2 separate regions of the Mus musculus genome follow, and region 2 is linked to region 1. A link is a contact called in public promoter capture Hi-C data. All regions are on one chromosome and are shown on one strand. Each heading gives the region's core, a stretch centred on a gene start, on an enhancer-like site or on the middle of the called end of the contact. The rest is flanking DNA. Distances are from core to core; before and after follow the strand shown. Region 1 holds the start of C1galt1c1 (C1GALT1-specific chaperone 1). Region 2 holds the start of Thoc2 (THO complex 2).

Evidence for each region. Promoter capture Hi-C pulls out the DNA fragments that hold promoters and counts their contacts.
Region 2: a contact with region 1 is called in a promoter capture Hi-C map of pre-B cells. The contact joins the promoter of Thoc2 here to the promoter of C1galt1c1 in region 1. A contact is called at or near these places in 6 of 39 promoter capture datasets (cranial neural crest, frontonasal cranial neural crest, hippocampal neurons and 3 more) and 1 of 115 datasets of contacts at active chromatin or transcription factors (astrocytes).

Annotation. Positions count from the first base shown.
Region 1 is chrX:38,632,477-38,637,649 of GRCm38.p6, forward strand. It overlaps C1galt1c1 (C1GALT1-specific chaperone 1), which reads right to left and starts at 2,667. Exons shown (of 2, transcript NM_021550.3): 1 at 2,502-2,667. Gm52440 (a long non-coding RNA gene) reads left to right here and starts at 2,812. Exons shown (of 2, transcript XR_003953098.1): 1 at 2,812-2,953; 2 at 4,892-5,173. It also overlaps the pseudogene Gm18436.
Region 2 is chrX:41,908,769-41,913,941 of GRCm38.p6, forward strand. Thoc2 (THO complex 2) reads right to left here and starts at 3,133. Exons shown (of 39, transcript NM_001033422.1): 1 at 3,033-3,133. The coding sequence starts at 3,103.

The DNA.
Region 1 (5,173 bases), core at 1,417-3,916:
ATATTTTGTATGGCAAACTTGCCCTGTTAGTACTTCTGGCTAATTATAAAAGAGCTTCTACATCCAGACCTGTAAGTTGAACAGATACTCAATTTAAACTCAAATTTCTCTTTTCTTTCTTCGTTTTCTTTCTTTCTTCCTTCCTTTCTTTCTTTCTTCCTTTCTTTTCTTTCTTTCCTTCTTTCTTTTCTTTCTTTCTTTCTTTCTTTCTTTCTTTCTTTCTTTCATTTTTTGGCTTTTTTTTTTGGCCCAGGGTTTCTTTGTGTTGCCCTGGCTGTCCTGGAACTCACTCTGTAGACCAGGCTGGCCTTGAACTCAGAGATCCACTTGCCTCTGCCTCCTGAGTGCTGGAATTAAAGGTTTCTCACCACCATACCTTAGCTACAGCCACCACAACTTCTGCCTCAGCTGCTGCCACCACCACCGCAGCCATCACCACCAGCACCACTGCCACCTCCTCCTCCACCATGACGACCATGATGATGATCACCACCACCACCACCACCAGTATCAAATTTCTCCTTCAACCTACTGCTTGATTTAACTGGTAGTTAATGTCCTGAGGTATTTTAAGCAATCTAAAACACATTTCATGTGGTTAGTAGCATATGTTATAATTAACACTCTGCCCCTAAGACTAAATGTCTTACTACATAGTATATCAATTAATGATGTAATAAAAGCCCACGATGGAAAGTTGTTTGGAGAAAGAAGTCAATATAGGCATTATTTGGGGAACATTTGTGACTATTTTTAGCTCCTCGAAAGATACTTAATTCCTTGAGAAAGTTAAAAAATAAATAAAAAGGAGGAGAGGGGAACCTTCTGTATTTTAATTTCAATTAGAAAGTGGAAGGAGAGCCAATGTAAACAAAACAGCTGACAATATTATGGTTTACATTGTTGCTCGTCAAGACTGAATGTTCCCCAGTCTCTTCTGCAACTCTTCAAAGTTTCACTGGACTCCTTCTACTTCCACGGTGTCTCTTACGGTTGAAAAGGACCTTAGAAGCTGTTACCTGAGGTCATTTCTCTCATTTAAAGAATATGTCCAGTTATGTGTCAATTTAAAAAAAATGGGGCTGGAAAGATGATTCGGTGGACCTGAGTTTCCTGAGGACCTGAGTTCCATACCCAGTGCCCATATAAAAAGCTGGGCAAGGCAGGAAGCCATGTCTAACCCCAGCACTGTGGGGTTGGAGGCAGGAGCTCATTGGGGCCTGCTGGCCTTCAACATATTTCCTGGTTCAGGAAGAATAAAGGGGAGAGTGATAGAGCAGGCTACCAAATGTCTGCCCCATCTGACCTTAATACTCAACGCTGGGACCCCCTCTAGTGTCACACAAAGACTTCTTTTAAATGGGGAAATGGAGAACCATAAAGGTTAAATAGCTGATCTAAAGTCACAAAGGCTATCAGTGGTAGAAGTGACCTATAAACGCGACATGTGGATCTAGTAAACATAATTGATGCTTGCACCAAATTTTCCCATAATGCTACAAGGATACTACACTGACCCTGTCTCCCCCCTTCCTGTCCCCTTTTCTAAGATGTGAGATAGGGTTTCACTATGTATCTCCAGCTGATCTTGAACTTGTGATCCTCTCGTTTCATTTGTCCATGTGCTGGTATTACTTGTGTGTGGCAACACTTCTGGCTCCTATTGTTTTCTTATAAAAGAAATGAACTTTGACTTTTACCACAAAGACAGCTGTTTGAAGGACAGGTGCAGTTTCTAAGAGTGTGTGGGGAAGTGGGTGGGGGAAGGCAAGATGGTAGTTTCCCTCTGTAATCCAGAGAACTTGGTCAATAAACACTTCCCATAGGAAAGGAGAAAGAACAGAAAAGCTATGCCTCAAAACAGCATTGTAAAGTTCACCTTTATATTACTTGTTATAATTGCAGTTCTTATCACATGATCATTATTTCTGGCCAATACTCAACAATCCAGACAAGTACCTTCATATGATTTTGTGTCAAAAATTTCCAGAATTTTTCCTCCTAACGGCAAAAATACTATTAAAACTCAAAACGTCTACTAATTCTACACAAAATTATTTGTACAAATTATCCTAACATTTTTTTTTCTCCGCTGAGGAATTAAAAAAAAAAAAGTAACACCAACAATCCGCACGATGGGATATTTTTGTACAGAGGAGGGAACTTAAAACGCACACACAAGAGAAAGCAGAAAGTATGTTTTTGCGACAAACTTTCTTTCTTTTTCTGTTTTTAGAAGGAGAAAGTGGATGGAGATCAAAATGGAGACTGGGTACCAGGATGGATATCAGTGTCCCACTGAAGGGCCAAGGGAGAAGCTCTCGGAAGGCTGCTTTCCCCACTCCCGCTGGGTCCTCCCGCCGCACCTGCCAAGGCATCCCTAGTGGAGCATGCTGGGAACGGGCTAGGGCCCAGGCTAGGGCCCTGGCCTTCCCAGGGGAGGGAGGGAAGCAGTAGCTCTGGGTTGTGCTTGAAGTGGGGGCCGAGGTTTTGGCACTCACCGCATCTAGAACGGCTCCAGGGCAGGAAAGCGCTGCCTCACGAGGCTTGGACGTGAGAGGTCCAAGGCCCACTCTGTTACGCTCGGAACCAGGCTGCTCTAGACGCAGGCGGTATCCTCTCGTTGGTGTCATTAATGACGGAGCAACAGAGGAAGCTGACGAGGGTGGGGGCGGGGCGGGGCGGGGTGGGGCGGGGCGAGAGCTGGGAACGGCGTGGGGGGCGGGCTCCGTGAGACTCGGAAAGGGCCCGCCCCGACATGCTCAGCTGTACCCAATGGGATGCCCCGAGGGGCGTGCGTGTTTTAAGGCCCGCCCACGCTCCCTTCCTCGGTCTGCCTACGGGCGTGGAAACTGCCGGAGTGCGGAAGAGAGCTGCTGCTTACCTGATGTAGATTTCTAGATCATTCCTCTAACCTACTCTAATGTGTTGGTACCCTTGTGGTGACAAGAAGGTAATTCCTCCCAGTATTCCTGGCCTGGAACCAAAATGCAAGTCATTGAAATTGTCATCGCTTTGGGGAGCAAGAATTGGCTGTGGTTACACGGGTGGTAGGTTTCGAAGCCACATAGCCTAGAAGTGATCCTTCAGCCAAGTGCTTTGCTATCCTGGAGAAGTGACTTCATTTTCACGCTGCCTCTGTTCCTTCCTTTGTTGTGTTTGGAAAATATCTCACAGGTTATCAGTTAGTGTACATAACTCCCCTAGCAAAAGGTGAAGTGTAAAGTAAGCATTCAGTAAATGTTGGTTCTGTGTATTCCACCCTGTATTGCTAGCAGATAGTGCCAGGATGCAATAAGCAAATATTTGAGGAGTTAATGAGTGTTAGAAATACAGATGGAGAACCAAGCCCAGTACAGGATAAGGGGTGCTTTCAAAGGGCTAGCCAATAAGTCAAATGCAGAGTTGAGTGTAGACTCCAGGTCAAAGTAGGACTACAGAACCCCCCAATAAATACCTAGTCTCATTTTTTTTGTTTGTTTTGTTTTTTGTTTTTTCGAGACAGGATTTCTCTGTATAGCCCTGGCTGTCCTGGAACTCACATTATTATTATTATTATTAACAGAAATTATTATTCTGTAGACCAGGCTGGCCTCAAACTCGGAAATCCACCTGCCTCTGCCTCCAAAGTGCTGGGGTTAAAGGCATGCACCACCACTAGCCGGCATACCTAGTCTCTTGAAGTGCTCTTTTGTAGCTGGTGCTATTCGGTCACACTTGTAATGCCAACACTAGGGAGGCCAAGGTAGAAGGACTAGCAGTTAAAGGCCAGCCTTATAGCTATTCAAAAGGTTCTGTCACTAGATTTGGTTCGGGGAACACCGAGAAGTGACTTGGGCCTGAATTCCTGGAAACTCATACATTTGAGTGGTGACTGGCAATGCCTTAAGTACAATGGAAAGTTCAGGAAGTCTTGTAATGACATCTAGATTGCAAGAAATTACTATTCTGGCAGTAGTATCTTAATCGGGGTGTCATATTCCTGACAAACCTTGCTTTTCTTTTTTTGGGGGGTGGCATGTTTGTGTTTGAGCTAAACACATTCCCAGTGTTCAGTGCTGTTTACAAGGCAAAGACAAATGGAGTGGTTCTGTCTGTGTCCTGCACATATTCTACACGGGCCTGGTTTTTCTGCAGCAGGCCTTTGAAGAGGGCTTTGTCTTTGTGCTATGCATTAAGTGCCTTTCCTTTTTCCTCTTCACGGCTGGCATCCAATTTATCCATATCACAAACAAACAAACAAACAAAAAAACCAAACACCACCTCATATTCTTCCACAAACTCTTTGGCCCACATCTTCCTCATCTTTTCCCTCAGCATCTGCCTTCTGTTTCTCCAGAGACTTGTGAAAGTCATGAATGGGAACACTGTTGGACTACTTTGTTTCAGTCTCTCCAGTAATCCCTTCTCAGTGGCACTGTGAATATCAGTGCCTCTCCCCTCTCTTCTCTTCTTCCTTTTTCCTTTTTTTTTCCTTTTTTTTTTTTTTGCCCTCTTACTCAAAGGATCAGCTGTCCTCCATTACAGTGAAAGTTTTCTCATTTGAATTAGGTACTGGGTTATTTTTGCCAAATCTCTATTTACATTTGTGTTGAATGAAGCCCGGCCAGTGAATTCAATTTTCATCTATTCATTTCCAATGCTTTCTCATAGATTTCCTAAACTGGACTCATTCCCAGAGACGGCTAGGAAAAGTTCCTCGTTTTATAGCCTTCTACGGCCAGCACTGCCCTCTCTCTTTGCTGGTAGCACACTATTTGACAGGGAGTGAGTGTTGATTCTTTTTTTCCTCTCTGTGTGATTATGTATAATTAAATACTTATGTTAGCAATGAAAATCAACACATGGTGCAGCCTTATAAAGATTGAAACAACTGAAGTTTCCTTTGTAGATTGAAACGAGTGGAATTTCCACACCAGTGGGAAGTTGAAGACAGATCAAGAGCACTTTGTCTACTGCTCATCCCTTAGCCAGGTCGTATAGGTGAGATGCAACCGGCAAGTGCTGAAAATGAACAGACACAAAGGTTTACAAAACAACCCTGAAACCAAGACTCTCAAGCAGTATTGAAGTTTCCTCTGAAGAAGAAATCCTCATTTTATAATCTTTCAACGCACTATCCTGGATAATTTCTTTGCCGGAAGAATTTTGTTTTTCTTTTTTGCTGGAAGAA
Region 2 (5,173 bases), core at 1,883-4,382, 3.3 Mb after region 1:
TATTTAGATATGTTTTAGTTGTATAGCTGTGTGTATGTATGTGTTTGGTGTGTGTGTGTGTGTGTGTGTGTGTGTGTGTGTGTGTGTGTACAGGTGCCTGTGAGACCAGAGGTTTTATCCCTTGGAACTAGAGTTACAGGAGACCATAAGCCATCAGATGTGGGTCCTAAGAACTGAAGTAAGTAAAGGTTCCTAACTCCTTACCCCAGACAGCTCTCAAGCCTTGTTTCTTTTGCCTTTTATTGTTTTGTTTCCAACAAAGTTAACTGTGTAGCCTCTGCTGACCTCAAACTCCCGGGACTCCTTCCTTATCCTCCCAAGTGCTAGGATTACAAGTGTGAGACACCACATCAAGCTGTGCCATCCAACTTTAAATTCTCAGCTAATGTAGTGGGACATGCGTAAGATGATAATAAATTCAAGGTCAGTATGAGCTACAAGGTAATTGTCTCAAAAAAAAGATACGTTCTCTCTCTCTCTCTCTCTCTCTCTCTCTCTCTCAGTATGAGCTACAAGGTAATTGTCTCAAAAAAAAGATACGTTCTCTCTCTCTCTCTCTCTCTCTCTCTTTTTTTTTTTTTTTTTTTTTTTTTTTGGTTTTTCAAGACAGGGTTTCTCTGTATAGCCCTGGCTGTCCTGGAACTCACTTTGTAGACCAGGCTGGCCTCGAACTCAGAAATCCCCCTGCCTCTGCCTCCTGGCTTTTTTTTTTTAAGATAAGTTCTCTTACAGAAATTATATTTATATAATCATTAAACTGTCACACTAATTTGAATCTACTGTACTTCAAACCCACAGTCCACAAGCTATACAATAAATACATGAAAATCCTAAGTACAGTTTTTAAGTAGCTCTTTTAACACTAGGTAGCATGGATCATGTAAACACATATAAACTCAAAATCCCACTTTATATTCTTGGCTTCATACACCACTTAGTTTTTCTCCACCTATTGCCAGTCAGAAGTTAGGCAGGGCTCCTCCTCCTATTCTAAAGTGGAAGTAAAAACATTAAACTGTTAAAAAAAAACAAAACAAAACAAAAACAAAAGCAGCTAGGCCTGTGGATGTAGCTCACTGATGGAGCACATGCTACCCTCCATACACACAGTGAAATCCATCCAGAAGAAGGAAGCTGAGAAACCCACAAACACGACAGTTCACAAATGAATCCGCTTTAGATGCTAAATAAGGACGGACTGAACTGTCTGCGGAGGCTCTCCCTCCAATCTGGCCCTGTTCCCTCGAGCTGCTTCCCATCCTGCCTTCTCAGCACTCGACAAACAGGTAGCTGGTTAAACAGCACATAAAAAGTAAACATGAATGCTTCTTTTAGATGTGAGACAGACCTCTGAGTTAACAAAACTCGAAGGAACTCTAAGTATATACTGGAGGACATGTCCTACCAAAAAAAAAAAAAAAAATGAGATGACATCCCCGTTCTCCAAGGGCCTCTCAACTCATTAGCATACAAAAGTAAATATGCAGGATGTCAGAGGCCAACTAATCGCCAAGCAAAGAGCTGTCCCGAGAACTTTAAATTTCTAAAAGCTGGAATAATATTACTTTTAATAGCTATCACTTGCGCACTTACTATAACCCAAGTGCTTTATAGACATTAACTCTTCTCAACAATCCTTCGAGTAGAACGCTTCTTATTCCCAATTTACTCAAGGGGAAACGGCCCCAAATGGTTACGAATTTATCCAAGGTCACTCAGCTGGTTAAGTGGGCTAAGCTAGCCACTTACTCAGACAATCCAATTCTAGGACTCACGCTGTTAACGTTTCACAGAACAGCAAAGGGATGTGGGAGTAAGTCAAGTCACAAGAGCTTGGTGTACCGGGTTTCTTTGAAGTAACAAAGTTTTAAAGATTCCTATCTTCCCGTGAGCAACTGGGAACCTGATACTGGATGAGTGTGGGAGTGTGGAGGGAGACAACTCAAGCAGCTAAAGAGAGTTAATCTCACATAGGATTGACTGCTAAGCTTCCAGAGCGACTCAGAAGAAGAAATTACAACTTTTTTTTTTTTAATCAGTGATTAATTCTGTCAACTTAAACGGGGAGTCGGGGGTGGGGTGGCTACTGGGAGGCGCGAAAGCCGCTACTGTAGGAAATTACCGGTGACGGTACAAAGTAAGTTTATGACTTAAAGGACACAGAGATCATCCTAAAGTACTAGAAAAGCCTCGAGGAGGGCGAGCACTCGCTGCAGTCCCAGGCCAAAATGGAGTTCCCTAAACCTTCTACCAGGAAAAGTTGAATCCCATCCCGAAACCACGGCGAGGTGACACGCCGGCAGGGACTTGGCAAAAAGAAGCGGCAATCCCTGCCACACTTTCCCGAGTACCGCAGGGCCAGGGCAGCGCAAGCTGCCGCTCCCTGAGAAAGCAGAGGTGCCATGCCTGGCTGTCCCCGACGCCCCGGGCTCCTCTGCCACCAGCGGCGAGGAGCAGAGAGTTCGGGACAGTTCGCCCTCCTAAGACTTCGGGCACAGGAGAGGCCGGGAACCAAAGTGCGGGAGTCGTCTTAGATCCCGGGGGGGGGGGGGACAAATAAAAATAAGAAGATAAAACGGGACAGTGAGAGACATGGCAAGTGGCGGACCCACACAGCTCCGGCTGCGAAGCCACGGAGAGAAAAGGAGCCGAGCCCAGCGAGCTGAGTTAAGACGATGAGCCAGACAGACAAAAAAGCGACAGGGCAGGAGCCCAGGGGGACCTGAGGGGACGAGACGGAAGTTCTGCGGAGAGACCTAAAGGAAGCGGGGCTCCCGGGGACCACGGGGCTTTCGGGGAGGTCGGAGGGAAGGCAAGACGCTCAGCGGCGGCGGCGGCGATAGTGGCGGCTCCCGGCTCCGCTCCTCAGCCAAGTGGAAACTCCGGACCAACCAACCATCCTCATCCGCCGCCCGGGTGCGGGTGGGGGAGGGGGCGCCGCTGCCCCCCGGCCCCTGTACCCCACTTCCGACTGCGCCCAGCGCCCCGACCTCAGGGCGGCCCGGCGCCTTCCCTCGGTCAGAAACACTCACAATTCGCCTCTCCCTGATTTCTCCCAGTTCTTTATCCACTCTGCGGGAACCACCACAGCCGCGGCCGCCATCTTCCCCTCGCTAGTAACAGTGGCCCGGATGTGTAGCTCCCGAGCGCGGGGTCAAAGGGGAGCGCCGCCCACGGGGAGTGACGGAAGCTGCGAACTCGGGTTTAGATTTCCCGCCCCACCTACTTCCCCACCAAACGGAAGTCCTGGGCCAGGCCGACAAAGAGGTGGCGGGTGCCACAGCTCTCACCCCTACTTCCCTTTAGAACATATACACATTAAACAAAAAACAAAAACGCCAGGCCGCTGTGGCCTTTATGATCTCCCGTAATCTCTACCCCAAGCCACTAATTCAAACTCGTAATTTTTCAATCACTCGGTCTGTTAGGCATTGGTGGATGCTGGAACTGTAAGCCATGACATGAGCTTCTGGAAAAAAAGGAACATGAGATAAGAAATATCTCAACTAACGACTAAATAGAAAATTAATACGGACAGGGCACACATAATGGACAAAAGCTGGGAACCGCATGCTCCGCCAAATCCTAACTCCTTACTTGAGCTGTCAAACTAGGGAGTATTACTATGCCGAGAAACGATGTTTAAGGTGTTATAATCTCTCTACAAAAAATATTTCTTATTACAAAGAGAAAACGTTACTGTAGGAAAATATGGAAGATATCTCCCTGTGTTGGTGAAAATAAATTCCACCAGGGTTAGAGCTATACCTTCAGTGGTGGCTCACGCCTTTAATCCCAGCACTGGGGAGGCAGAGGCAGGCAGATTTCTGAGTTCCGGGCCAGCTTGGTCTACAGCTTGAGTTCCAGGACAGCCAGGGCTACACAGAGAAACCCTGTCTCGAAAAACCAAAACCAAAAACAAAAAAACAAAAAAACAAAAAAAAAAAAAAAAAAAACCCTGTAGCTGTGGTCTAGAGCACTTGCTTACCTTGAACCAGGCTCTGCTTTGGTACTTCACTACTGGGGGGAAAAAGCTAAATTATCTCAGAAACAGAGCAAGTGAACCAGGCACAGGGTTCCACAGATATAATTCCAACACTTGGGAACCTGAGGCAGGAACATAGCAACTTCCCATTGGCCTGAATGTAATTAATGCAAGGTAGACAAGCAAGTGAAAAGACGGACACCATGGGACTGCCCGTGAAATGCCTGTGAAGTGCTAGAAGAAACACTACTCAAATTTTAAAAATTGTTAATACCCAAATTTTATATATTAATTCAATATTGTAGGGCAGCAGTCATAACCATTATTGAGAGAGAATCTACAAAATTACTACCCTGTACTTTTCAAAGTTGCCAAGCTCTTAGAAGATAGTAATTCTTCCAGATTTTTGAAGACTGGAGGCAGAGGCAGAAGGATCTCTGTGAGTCACAGGCCAGTATTATCTACATAGCAAGCTCCAAGCCTGCCAAATGATTACATACAGACTTTTTTAAAAAGATTAATGGAAACAAGAAATACAAGGGATTTTCTCCCCTCCAAAAATCATATTTTTCTTTTGCTATAAAGGGCATTACTGGCACAATTGACTTCATTGGGGTATCTGTAATTAAATAATAATATTGTATCATGTTACTGAATCCAAATAACTCTACTCAAATCGTCCCAGTGGTAGCAGCAGCACCACTTGCTACCCACCCCGTCCCAAACCCCCAATGTTCTGGGTTCACACACAAGTGAAGCCTCCTATTTTAATATGGCCTTACAGCTCAATGGTTGGGTCACTTCTAAACCTCCACGTGCATAACACACCCCCCTCCAATATTCCTGAGTTCTTACTTATTACAGAAATATGTATACAATTCTGTTTTAAGAAACAAGACTTGGCTGGAGCAATGACTCAGCAGTTACAAGAATTGGTTGCTCTTCCAGAGGACACAGGTTGGATTCCAGCAGCCAAGTGGTGATTTGAAACAATGTGTAACTCCAACCCCAAAGGATCTGATACCCTCTTCTGACCCCTGATGGCAGTGCACATATATTGTATAAGACATACATGCGGATGAAGCATCCATACACACACACACACAGAAATGTTTAAAAAAAAAAAGAAATCTTTTAAAAGAAACAAGACCTCACTCAGGATGATATTTTCTACTTCCATCTATTAAT